2 separate regions of the Mus musculus genome follow, and region 2 is linked to region 1. A link is a contact called in public ChIA-PET data. All regions are on one chromosome and are shown on one strand. The core of a region is the stretch at or near the end of the contact, and the rest is flanking DNA. Distances in the headings are between cores, read along the strand shown. Region 1 holds the start of Zic5 (zinc finger protein of the cerebellum 5). Region 2 overlaps Pcca (propionyl-Coenzyme A carboxylase, alpha polypeptide).

What was found. ChIA-PET counts read pairs in DNA pulled down with a chosen protein or histone mark.
Region 2: an RNA polymerase II ChIA-PET map of effector CD8 T cells shows a contact between it and region 1, with 8 read pairs. The contact joins the enhancer-like site here to the promoter of Zic5 in region 1. A contact is called at or near these places in 6 of 115 datasets of contacts at active chromatin or transcription factors (effector CD8 T cells, embryonic stem cells, memory CD8 T cells and 1 more) and 2 of 9 other capture datasets (adipose tissue and liver).

The regions. Positions count from the first base shown.
Region 1 is chr14:122,462,879-122,469,578 of GRCm38.p6, reverse strand. It overlaps Zic5 (zinc finger protein of the cerebellum 5), which reads left to right and starts at 3,921. Exons shown (of 2, transcript NM_022987.3): 1 at 3,921-5,687. The coding sequence starts at 4,262.
Region 2 is chr14:122,553,391-122,560,090 of GRCm38.p6, reverse strand. It overlaps Pcca (propionyl-Coenzyme A carboxylase, alpha polypeptide), which reads right to left. Exons shown (of 24, transcript NM_144844.2): 2 at 2,299-2,376. Among named protein-coding and RNA genes, the nearest start is that of Pcca, 22 kb to the right of the region's middle. Within about 2 kb of position 2,555, at least 82 of the 459 cell types and tissues checked have an H3K27ac peak or open chromatin away from gene starts, as enhancers often do. A contact at or near this core is called in effector CD8 T cells and memory CD8 T cells, where this site is marked.

The sequences.
Region 1 (6,700 bases), core at 2,672-5,171:
GGAATGGGAAAGAGGCAATCCTCAGAGAAATGCTCAGAGGTCTGCAAGTTGCCACTGGATGATTTTGAGCACCAAGGTCTCTGAGCCCAATCGTAGCCCCCGTGCCAGATTAATCTCAGTCGCGAGGACGCCAGAGTGAAGAATCTGGCCCCTGTCGGAAAAGGATGGGGCGAGCGTGTCCAGAAGAGTTGACTTTAGACTTTGCTGACTCCATCCAGACCTTCCTGTCTTGGATGTGATGTAGTAAAATCCCTGGAACCCACAGTCGTCATCTCTTCCTGCCTGGACAGAGCTCCGCTAAAACGAAGATTTGCTGGTCCGTTTGCCTTGCTGGCTCCAGCTTGTAGAAAAATCTTGGTGGACTATCACTACCATCCCTAGTGTCTCACAGCAATTTCCACCCTGCGTGGCTTAAGCACCCCTGGGCACTCCCGCCCAGTTTCTACTGTCCTCCATGTGTGCCCCGTTCGCCCTTGAACCCGTCTCGGGCTTAACCTGAAGGGCCTTAGACTTTACAAATCCAACCGGCACTTAGCCCTTCCGCAAGGAGGCCGCTTCTCAGAAACCACGCGGGACTGGCGAGTTGTAAAGCAATTGCAAGGGCAATAAAAAAGGCATCTCGGTGGGTCTCCCCAGTTCCTTTCTTGTTCACCCCCGTCCCCCAAATGTCTCCCCCCCCCCCACCGCCCGCCCTCTTGGAGAAACAATCAAACAAAGGCTCAAAAGCCAGGAAATGTCCAATTCACTTCCCTTAGAGCTTATTAATTGCCCACACCCATCGTAGGAAACTTGACTGTGTTAAGTGAGGCACGGACAGCACCTGGAACTGGGAGACACAGCCCTCCCTCCCGACAGCGGGAAGCCAGCCTCAGAATCCCCGAGCACCAAGTTCTGTGGCCTTTAGGAAGCTAAGCAGCAGCGTGGCTATCGGGTTCTAGCCAACTGGGGATTGTCTGTGCCTTCCACCTCCCCGCGTCTTTGTTTGGGGAGCTGAAAAGATGTTGGGGTTCCTAGAGCAAACGTGAGGTCTGTAAATCCACGGGCCCCAAAGCTCTTGTTGCCTCCAGCACCGATATTTCCAAGGTTTGCTCTGCCTTCATACAAGGGCCTCTACAGCACAAAGTGCAGATTAGGGCACAGGTTTGGGAAAGTGGTCCTAAAGACCAGTTCCACCATCAGAATAGGCTAGTTCCACAGAAAAGGACAGAATTTGCATGAATACATCTATCACTCCCTGCTTTGGAAACCAGTACATTATTCACTTCAACGCTCTGGAAATTGTTGTTTTTTTAGGAAGTGTCTAAGACAGTTATCGTGTCCTTAGAAAGTCGGGATTTAAGTGCGTTTCGGCTGGCTCCCAAACAGCTGGAAAAAGAAACAGCGCACCTGGGGTCAGGCAGGTCATCACAATAACAAAAAGGGCGTCTACAAAATAAAAAGCCCTTTTATAAAGCAAGGCAATTCCGGAAATCCACAGTGAGCCTTCCTGATGACCAAGTAGCTAGGCCTATTCTCAGGTTTAATTGGCAGGCGGTTTATTGGCGCCTTATTGGTGGTGATTGAAATTTTGCTCCCCAGCCCTTTCTTTTAAGAATTAGCATCTCAAGTCGATTTACCTGAGTCAATTATCTTTTTAGGGTCTGGGTTTGGTCATGAATTTGAATATTCATTCAACTCACTTTGTAAATATTCCCTTTCTAGTCACCCACCCAAATCTCTGTTATTTTCTAAGAAAGTAATTTCTTTCTTTCTTTTCTTTCTTTTTAAGGCTCCCATAAAAAGAAATTGATTAGGGAGCTATATTTGAATTAAGACATATTAAATCGATGACAGATACATATCATGCTGTGTTTAACAAGAGTTGTACAAGGAGGCGGGTTCCAGATTCCACACAGCCCTGCTGTAGCATTATTCACATTTTTTACAGCCTTTCCTTCATGCCTCCACCCATTAAGCCATTACATTTCAGCAATTCAATAAAACAAAGCAGTTATAATTTTGACAAAAAGCTATTTTGAAGGGGCTGAAGGTACCCATTTTATTGCACAATAAAATTGCTCAAATGGTCTATATTATAAACTAGGTTGCACTTATTTTCTTTATTCACTTTTTGGGTTTGTTTTGTTTTTGCTGATAACCTGCAGGAGTGAACTCAGAACTGCCATTACTGCTGACATGGATGTTCATTGCCAAGAGGTTGGAATAAAGGAAAATCATTTGAAATGTCCTTCAAGGAAACGAAGACAGTGGTAGTAATTCCCAACATGACACTCCCTTTATATACTATCTATGCAGATGGTACTGTGCTCCACCAACCTTCCTATGTCTGGCTCGAGATGTTTAAATCTCCCAAACAAGTTATCATCAAAGAATTCTCCTTCCCAAATATAGATGTGGATTTGATCACTGACACTGCGTGTGTGTGTGTGTGTGTGTGTGTGTGTGTGTGTGTGTGTCTTTCTACTTATGCCCTTTGCATTTTCCCTAGATTTTAACTTCACTTACAATAAAAGAAAAAGGCATTTGGAATGTGATGGCATGATTGTCTTTGTTTGCTTGTCAGCTTTATAAGAGAAATGGCATTCCCAAGGTTCATAGGGAGACTACTTTCTGCAGATGGCTCACACCGATGTCAATGGCACTCGCAAATCAACTCTTTTGAAATAATACTTATTTCTTTTGAGGACTATGATCTGATGACAGCTTTGGGGGTGGTTGATCTTTCGTACTGCAAATGAATTAAGCTTAAGTATGGTATCTTGCGTTCCTGTCCCCCCCCTTCCACTCACCCCATACTCCACCTCCAGATGTGTATGGGGTCACATCCGACTCCTATTGCTACTTTATAATTTAATTGAAGGTAGCAAAAATATTTTTGCTCGAATTTGAGCATTTTAGAACATCACAAGATTAAGAATATTTTATTTTTAAACAACAGAGGACACTTTGGGAGATTGAAATTCCGAATCAATGAGGTCTCAGGGACAGCATTCAAAAACCTGGGCCATAGGATCCTAGTTTTTAAATGATTTTCAAGCATGGCATTTCAGTTTAAGGAGGAAGTTTATTTTATTAATAAATAAAGACTAGATACTTATTTTTTAACTATTGTATTTGGTCTATTCTAGCTTGTGGTCCTTTCAGAGAAACCGAGGCACATATGTGGCATGCGTTCTGGGCAAGGAGGAATTTTGCTTAAAAAGACATCTCCTATTTAAAGGCTTACACTTAGGAGAGTAGCCATTGGGCCTTCCCTGACACTGTATCTCTCTGAGAGGCAAAAGTTCGAACCGCACCCCACCCCGCCCACCTCCTCCTCCGTGAGCTCTAATTGGGAGTAGCAGATCTAGAACCCACTCGTAGTGTGAGGTTAGGTCCTCTGAACCATGTCGAATCCATGAGCTAAAAAGTCTAAGCAAGACTGTTCCTTTGGGGAAAGATTTATTATATATTATTTTGACTTTGGTAGTTTGCCGCGCTCCATCAAATTGTTTTGTGACCAATATAGTTTAATAATTGTCCTTATTACACCTACAGTCTGCACTCCACGTGGGCCCAGGGACAGACAGAGTCCATTTGATAAGTTTTTGGCACCGCTACAAATGCGATGGTCATTCAGTGCAGATGCATCCAGAGATTATCCAAGAGAAGAAGTAGAAAGAGTTCAAGTGAGTTCTTCATCTTCTTCCACCACCCCCCCCCCCAACCCCTGCCCCCTCGCTTTACCCCTGGTGGGGAGGTCCCATGACCTCTCTCATTCCCGTCCACTTTGGCACGGAGCTAGCAGACGCTCTGCGCCAGGCAGGTCGACCCGGAGACTGGCATTCGAAGGGGACTGAGCCCGGCGGCCAAGTGCAAACTTTCTGCAAGGGAAACTTAGGCATCTCAGGGGAAGCCGGGATGCAGAGCTCCAGGGGAAGAGGGGGCACGAAGTGAAAGCACAGGCGGTGTGGTACACGGGGGCGGTTTCCCGCTGGGCCCAGAGCCTGAACCAGAGCCAATCGCGCAGCCGAGGCAGCTGCCAATCACACGGCTCCCTCCAATCCCACCCGTGCCATTTCCAAAAACTCGGTCCCACTGTGCAGCTCAAATGTGGTGTTCACTCTGCCAATCGCTGGAGGATAGAGTGGGGACAAGAATAAGCAGCTAGGAGGCCCGGACACAAGAAGTTAAAGAGCCCCTAATATATACATGTTTTTGAAGGCGGGCAGAGGGGGAAAAAGTCCCCCCAGTGAGGGTCCATGGGCCTGATTGTATAGTTATGATGGAGCCCCCTTTGAGCAAGAGGAACCCGCCAGCGCTGAGATTAGCGGATTTGGCAACGGCTCAGGCCCAACAGCTTCAGAATATGACAGGCTTCCCGGTGCTGGTCGGCCCGCCCGCCCACTCCCAACGCCGCGCGGTCGCCATGCACCTCCACCCGCGGGACCTAGGCACTGACCCCGGCGTAGCCAGCACTGCGCTCGGACCCGAGCACATGGCACAGGCCAGCGGGCAGGGCCCCTGTCCTCCTTCCCAGGGGCTCCCCGGGCTGTCCCAGGTTCCCGCACCAGCCGCCCGCTCCGTGGCCTCAGGGACTCACCCAGGCGCCCGCACCCACCCCGACGGCGGGGGCAGCAGTGGCGCGCAGGCCTCGGCGCCCCCGCCTCCAGCCCCTCCTCTTCCTCCCTCCCAGTCCTCCTCTCCCCCTCCCCCGCCTCCTCCTCCTCCTGCCCTCTCGGGCTACACTGCCACCAACAGTGGCGGCGGCAGCAGCAGCGGCAAAGGCCACAGCAGGGACTTCGTCCTCCGGAGGGACCTTTCCGCCACGGCCCCCGCGGCGGCCATGCACGGGGCCCCGCTCGGAGGGGAGCAGCGGTCCGGCAGCAGCTCCCCCCAGCACCCGACCCCACCTCCCCACCCGGCCGGGATGTTCATCTCGGCCAGCGGCACCTACGCGGGCCGGGACGGCGGCGGCTCCGCGCTCTTTCCCGCGCTGCACGACTCTCCCGGGGCTCCCGGTGGCCACCCGCTAAACGGCCAGATGCGCCTTGGGCTGGCGGCCGCCGCGGCGGCTGCGGCCGAGCTTTACGGCCGCGCCGAACCACCCTTCGCTCCGCGCTCAGGGGACGCGCACTATGGGGCGGTGGCGGCCGCCGCGGCCGCCGCCCTGCACGGCTACGGAGCCGTGAACTTAAACCTGAACCTGGCTGCGGCAGCGGCGGCCGCAGCGGCCGCGGGGCCCGGGCCCCACCTGCAACACCACGCGCCGCCCCCGGCGCCACCGCCGGCGCCCGCGCCGCACCCGCACCACCCCCACCTCCCGGGGGCGGCCGGGGCCTTCCTGCGCTACATGCGGCAGCCAATCAAGCGGGAGCTCATCTGCAAGTGGCTGGACCCAGAGGAGCTGGCCGGTCCGCCGGCGTCCGCGGACAGCGGCGTCAAGCCCTGCTCCAAAACTTTCGGCACCATGCACGAGCTGGTGAACCACGTCACAGTGGAGCACGTGGGCGGCCCGGAACAGAGCAGCCACGTCTGCTTTTGGGAGGACTGTCCGCGCGAGGGCAAGCCCTTCAAGGCCAAGTACAAGCTCATCAACCACATCCGCGTGCACACCGGCGAGAAGCCCTTCCCCTGCCCGTTCCCGGGCTGCGGCAAGGTCTTCGCGCGCTCCGAGAACCTCAAGATCCACAAGCGCACTCATACAGGTGGGTGTCTGTCCCCGGCCGCCGCCGCCACCGCCTCGCCTTCTGTTCGCTTTCATTTTTCCCTCCTTCTGCTACTTCTCCGCAGACGTATGACCCGGACATGTGACTTCTTTTTTTTTCTTCTTCTCCCTCCCCCCCCCTTTTTTTTTCTATGAATAAGTAATTCAATAACACACACGGGCCCCGCGCTGGCCTCCCTTTCGGCGGAGTCTCCAGCGTGCCCGCAGCCCCTCGGCCGGGACCCGCAACGCGCTCCAGCCGCCGCCGCCCTGCCGGGAACAGCAACAGCAGCATCAAGGCACTCAGGACGGTCCGCAGTCCCCACGCCCCGAGCCCCGGGAGGTCCGGAGGGCCTTGGGGAAGGGAACCTTGGCTACCGTCACCCGGTAGCACCTCCCTTCTTCCACGGGACGCGGGCCTTGCTGGACCGCCGCGTTGCCGAGATACAGCGTGGGAGGGGCGCATGGGTTTGGCTATGTTTTGTAGGCTGGTCAGAGCGGCCTCACCCGTGAAGAGAGGTCCTGGGGCCGGTTGAGGAAGGTCTGAGGGAGAGACCTGGGACCCTAGGAAACTCTAGCTTTTCACTCGAGGTCTGACATACACTCTCATACTAATTCATACATTCCTGACCTCGTGCACACACTCGTGTGACACCACGACCTCCCTTGCACATTTGTCCTCACTCAACACTTCATTTACATATCTTCACGCACCGACTCACACACGGTCCACAGGCTTTAGTTACATTGTGTTGGGCACTGGAGAAGTTGGCTTCTGTCTTTTAAAAGAAGGTTCTAGACCCCAGAGAGGGTGCTTTCCCCGGATCTGTAAGACCTCTGTGGAACTTGGGGAGAACTCTTAACTCCATGAGGTTCCTCCTCTTATTCTGCCCCACGTCGGGGATCCGTGGGTCTGGTGAAGGAGGCTGAGGCGTTGGGCCATAGAGGCATGGGCCCTGTTGGTCCTGTAGAACGCGCGATCGCGCCCGGCTAATGTGGAGGGCGAGTGTAGTC
Region 2 (6,700 bases), core at 1,306-3,805, 92 kb before region 1:
ATTTCTCCTCCTTCTCCTCTCTGCCTTTTTCCCATTCTTTTTCCTTCTTTCTTCTCATTCTTTTTCATTCTTCCAACCAGAGAGACTGAACCCAGTTTTTTATTCACTAAAGCTACATCATCAGGGTTTTAACCACTGTTAATAATTTTTTCTAATTCATAAATTTTATAAACCCCAGGTCATTAGTCTTAACCCCTGCCTCCTTAAAACAGAAATTAAACACAAAGCAAAAGCACAATCCTTATGATTTTACACAGCCTGATCTTCACTGATAGCTGGGCACACACAGCTCTTGCAGTTTCCTGGAAGAGCAGGCAGCCATCTTTAGTAACGGTTTAAGTACAGAAAAGTGAGAGATTACTAAGGCTGAAATAATTTCTTACAAAGTTTTAAAATTTATGTAAGTAAAGTAGGCATTGTCACTTCCAACCCTTCACTTAACTAGAAAATAAAGTACTAGCTTATTATATGTTTACACATCATCTTTTAATGTTTCCTATCCCAGCAATCCCATGGCCTCTGTTTTAGTTTGGGTTTTACTGCTGTGAGGAGATACCATGACCAAGGTAACTCCTATAAAGGGCAACATTCAATTGGGGACAGCTCACAGGTTCTGAGGTTCAGTCTATTATCACGGCAGGAAGCATGACTGTTCAGCCAGGCATGACTCTAGAGGAGCTGCGAGTTCTACATCTTCATCCAAAGGCAGACAGAATAATACTGGCCTCCAGGCAGCTAGGACCAGAATCTTAAAGCTCACCCCACAGTGACATACTTCCTCCAACAAGGCCAACCCTACTCGAACAAGGCCACACCTTCTAATAGTGCCACTCCCTGGGCCAAGCATATTCAAACCACCATAGCTTGATATATTTTCCTTCTAATATTATTTGTTTGTAGATTGTATATAAGCCTTCCTCCTATAAGATAAACCCACCTATCATTTGCTTACTTTTTATAGACTCCTTCTTTTCCTATCCGTACCTTTTCTTCTTGAGACCACTTTAGCTCTCTATCCCTGGTGTCCCCAAGTTCACACTGGTTACTTAATACAGCAGTCATTGAACAGGGGAGTACATGTATGTCCTCATAATTCCAAGTTCAAGGCCAAGTTTCACAATGAACAATTTCTACAAAGGACCATGTAGGCTTCCGTGGCCTTTGTGGTTTTGTTGTCTAGATTTTTTCCCATGGCCCTAAAAGCCAAGCAGAAGGCCTGTTCCTCATCCTCCTCAGCCTCATGACCACCTCCATTCCTCATTCCTGAGAACTGCATCTGTTTCATTTATTATGGAGTGGTTAGCTCTGAGTAATGGGGGAAATATATTCCCCAGAAAGAGATTGAAAATTAAGTAGGAAAGATAGCAGATCAGCTTGAGGGAAGCAGCAACCATTAGCACATGTGGGGATCAACAGCCTGACGATGTTCCAGGGGCAGAAACTGAGTCATACCTCCCCTTAAGCAGCCATGAGAACCTGGCATAAAAGAAATCCTTCCAAGGTATTTACATCTTACACCCCTGCACTGCAGTGAGATAGCCAACCCACACGAGAATGGAGGTCATTATAAGGAAGGTCAGGCCTCCTCACACACATAAACCAGTTCAATAGCTCACAAGAACATGGCGAATCCTTTAGAAATGTAGTTAGAGGCAGTTGCGAGCTGACAGATGTGGGTGGTGAGAAACAAACTCTTAACCACTACAGTCATCTCTCCAGGCCCTGAATCCACATTCTAAAAACCTTTGATGCTAATGAGAAACACTACCAAACTCAAGTTGTACTCTACAAATGAAAAATGGAACAAAGACTGAGCCTCTCTAAAACCTGTGATACAGGGGCTGGGTGATGACTCACTGGGTAAGAGCACAAGGGAATCGGAGTTCAAATCTCTAACAATCACAATAATGCCTAGGCATGGCCAATCAAGTGCCTATAACCCAGGCATGGCAAGAGGGAGAGACACGAGGATCCTGGGGCTTGCTACAGGCCCAATTGCAGGTTCAGTGAGAGACCCTGTCTTGAGGGACTAAGTCAGAGAACGATAGAGCAGGACCCCAGATATCATCCTCTGGCCTCCACAAGGACATGAGCACATGCACACGTGCTTACATGCTCACATGCACGCACATATTAAAGAAGGAAAACAGAAAAGAAGCCTACAACACTTCACCAATGCAATAAATAATGACAATATCACTACAATTCAATCAGTCCACTGAACATCATGTGGCAACAAGAAATAAAACCAGTCCACCTCGGCCATTGAGATTTTATTTTTATTTTTAAAATCCTTACCTTTTCTTTAGGCTCATATTCCACAGAACTGAGACTTCTGGACACCACTAGGCATTGGTATGAATAGACTGGAGCATGCTATTTAAAAATAGAAGAAAAACAAAAGTGAAAGCAGTTAGACTCTTGTGGGTTTTACCTTTTCTCGGGGTTCTTTTCCAGTTTGCTTCTACCCAAGAGTTTCAGTCTATATACACAGTGCTAAGAATGGAACTTAGTTACGGAGAGGAAACCTCAACTGAAGACACGTCCCCTTGGCATGTAAGAAGAACCAAAGGTGTGGCAAAAGAGGAAGAGAGCGAGTGAGCGAGGGGTGGCACGTCACGGGCAGCCTCTGGTGGGTGACTGAGAGTGCAAGGTCAGAAATGCCACAAACCTCAGGGATTTACAGAATTTAAACGGAGGACCGTTTCTTTGTGTGTGTGCTTCTGAGGTGTGTGCTTCTGAGGCAGAGATCAGTCTATCATTCCCAAGGCCCTAGGTACTTAGTAAGCAAATAAATAAATAATAAAGTGATGGCTTTAAGGATTTTTCAATTTTAACAATGACTAGTAACTAATAAAAATGTCCCTTTTTTTATTTGTTGAAATTTTAAAAAAAAGTCAGGAGTTATAACTTTTTTCTGGCACAAAAAGGATTTGATAGATAAAAGTCCGAAATGATCAAGTTCACATCTAGTATGTTATTAACTATTTCTGAAGAAATGCCTTAAGACATTAAGAAAATGAGTAATAAAAATTGTAACAAACACGGGACGAGGTCTGACTATGCCTATAACTGGATATCTTTAATATTGGTTTAGGTTTGAATTTTGGTTCTTTGGTTTTGAAACAGGGGCTCACTGTGCACAGGCTCTAGCTAACCTGAAACTAGGTCGACCAGGCTGACCTCAAACGCTCAGAGATCCAAGTGCTGGTAGGAAGGATACACACCATCCTATCCAACTGGATGTCTGTGTTTGTACAAGTGTCTTTCAAAAGTGTATGTGTCATTTTATGCTCTCTTTATAGGAATGTCTACATTCTATAACTGTCGTTCAAATTCCTTTTTTTAATTTCTCAATATATTATTTCTCTTTTTTTTTAAAAAAAAAAAATATATATATATATATATATATATTATTTCTCTATGTAACCTTGGCTATCCTGGAACTTACTCTGTAGATCAGGCTGGCCTCAAACTCAGAGATCCACTTATCTCTGCCTCCCAAGTTCTAGGATTAAAAGGGTGTATCACCACCACCAGACTCAAACTGGATTTTCTTTCACGGCTGTGTTATAAGGATTCTTGATATATTCTAGACTCATACCTCCATTGTATATATAACCACAATTATTTGATTTTATTCTATACATTTGTTTTTTACTTTCTACATGTCCTTTGAAACTTAAAAAAGTTAAATTTGATTAAATCTAATTCCTTGTTTACCAGTAATGAATTTTTTGGAGGAAGAAATATTATCTTTATGCATTTTTAAGTCACAGCTCATAAGCTAAATCAGAAAGTTAAAACAAGAAAAGTTGCATAACCAAGTTTTAAGAAGGCGATGTGTTGGGACAGTATCTGGATGTGTTGGGACAGTATATGGATCTGGGGATAAAGTGCTTGCCGTGCAATGCTGAAGACATGAGTTTGATCCCTGGAACCCATGGTGGAAGAAAAGAGCTAAGTCCTGCAATCTGTCCTCTTAACTTTATATGGACAAGGACTTGCATGTCATGGCACATGCACACACATTCGCACACATAGGAATAGAAAAGAAACTTTAAAAAATCCAACTTGTCTAGTAGTTACTGGTAAAGAGGAAGAGCAGGAAAACACAAAGAACAAGAGGTAGTTATTACTATCTCCTAAAATATTCTAAAAACACACTGATGTGAGAAACAGAGCATCTCACAGAAATGTTTTAAACTGAAGTTAAACACATATACTTTTTAAAAACATAAAACCTCAGACTGCAAAATGCATTCTCTACTTGAAACAAGAGTAGGAGACATGAAAAAGGCAGCTTGTTAAAGGAAGCAAGAAAAGATTGACTGAGTGGAAATGAAATTAAGTATATTATATCCACAGTACATACCAAGATCATACTCCATTTCCCTTCTGTATTACCCCCAATCCTACACATTGGAAAGTTGAGTCCTACCAGCTTCTAACTTTTGACGATCAGAGAGCTAGAAAAGTTTGTTTTTTAATTTAAAGATAGAAACAACAGCATCTTCCACCATGACATTGGTGCCTAGTCAAAGTTATAATTTGGGTGGGGAAGGGTAGTGTATCAGGAGGCTCTACCCATTCCCTCTATGTTTAGATAAAAATTCAGCCATTTAGACTTTCAAAGAACTAATAAAAAAATTAAATAAATGGAAAATGAGTTTTCAAAGAATTGAAAATGCCAACCTTCTACGGCCCCTCAGTGGAACAGCTACAAAAAGTTCAGTGTCACAGCAAACTTAATAACAAAGATAATAGTCCTTTCTCCAAAAAACCTGAATATTTAGCTTCAGCCAGCCCTAAACTCTAAATACACATCTTAGGTGTGAAAGCTAGCTGGCATTTCTCACATCTCTGCTAGGTCACAAACACAATGGGGTGAACAGCAGCACCTACTGCTCCATCCATGCAACAGAGGAGCTGGCATTCTGAGTGGCTCTAACACTGTAGCCACACACTGGTCTACTGCAGCAGCATGCCAACAGACTCTTCTAAAAATAATGATATTTTAGCCAGGGATGGTGGTGCACTCCTTTAATCCTTAAAGCACTCAGGAGGCAGAGGCAGGTGGATCTCTGAGTTCCAGGCCAGCCTGATCTACAGAGCGATTTACTGGACAGCCAGGGCCACACAGAGAAGATAGATAGATAGATAGATAGATAGATAGATAGATAGATAGATAGATAGATAGATATACATACATACACATATATATGCATATATATGTGTGTGTATATATATATACATATACATATATATTTTGAAATTTTCATATGCCATATGTGGATTGAATTCTCCCTGCAGCTCCTCCCAAATCCAGCCCCTCCCTCCCAAGCTTGTCCTTTTTTCTTTAACTATTTCACAACAGATGCCCCTGCCTCCTGTCTCTTTCCTCCCAGCCCTCTGTTCCTGGCTTAGTACAACCTAAGCCTTGGGTGTAGAGGTCTTGGATGGGGGCTGATACCCCCAGGGCAGCTGATCTCCACATTCTGACCAGGTGTGGCCGTCTGACGGACTTCATTTGATGAGGGTGGGAGCTGTACTTCTCTGTGAGGATGAGGATCTAAGGATGCAGTGAGGAAAACTGCAAGAGAAGGTTCTGCTCTCAGACCCATGTCCTCACTAGCTGCAAGGAGCTAGCTAAGTTCCCAGTGTTGGGCATGAAGCCTCCTACTGAGTGGCCTTGAGTCCAGTTAGACAGCTGTTGGTTACCCAGGAAGGTGCTGTCACTGTGCCTTTGACACATCTGTCATATAAGGCTCAAATCAGATGGTTTCTTTAGCCATTAAGGAATTAAGTGTATTGGAGTTGTGGGTGCGACTCCATGGTTAGGGTACTCCCATAGCATTTATGAGGAGCAAGGTTCAGTCCAAAGCACACAAAATAATGACATTAATTGGTACCGTTCATTTCTGATGACAGAAATCACGCTTACTTCACTTAAGAGAATGGGAGCAGAGGATGATGCTTTCTCATCAGTTCCAATGTCTTTGCAACAAGCAAAGCTTGTACAAGAACTGCCCGAGAGGATGGTGTTTAAGACCTTGGAGCAGGAAAGAATTTCTAGATTCCACACCACTCAGCTATTACTCTTGAGCATTTACATGTACACCCGAGGCACTGGCATGCTGACCCAGGGAGTTGCCCGCCAGTCTGTTTTATTGCTGCACAAATTGCGACAGAAAAAAAACACACACACACACACACACACACACAAAAACCAAAAAAACAAAAAACAAATATTTGTTGCAGTTGAAGTAGATAAATAAAATTTAATACAGTCATACAGTGGGGTATTCTCTAGCAGGTAAGTACAACACACTGAAATCAATGTATTAACAGCAAAAGAAAAAAATTATCAGTGAAGTAATGGACACATTACAATGATTCCTGTGAGAATTTGAATAACCAACTTATGGCCCTACTACTAAGCACTGGTTATGGGATAACACTTTCCCTAAAGCCCTAAAGCATTAGTGTGGGATACATGTGAGTGGCTATTGCTAAGGGTAGGAAGGGAGGAGATTCAGAAAGCATGTGTGGCCAAGCAATTGATTAAATAATACAATGATACTTCAAGCTTTGGTTCTGAATGCACACTTTCCATTAAAACGAAAGCCCCGTAATTAATTCATACAAACAACAACAACAATGGCAAAATGATGCATTTGGGGGTAGAGCTCTGCAGAAC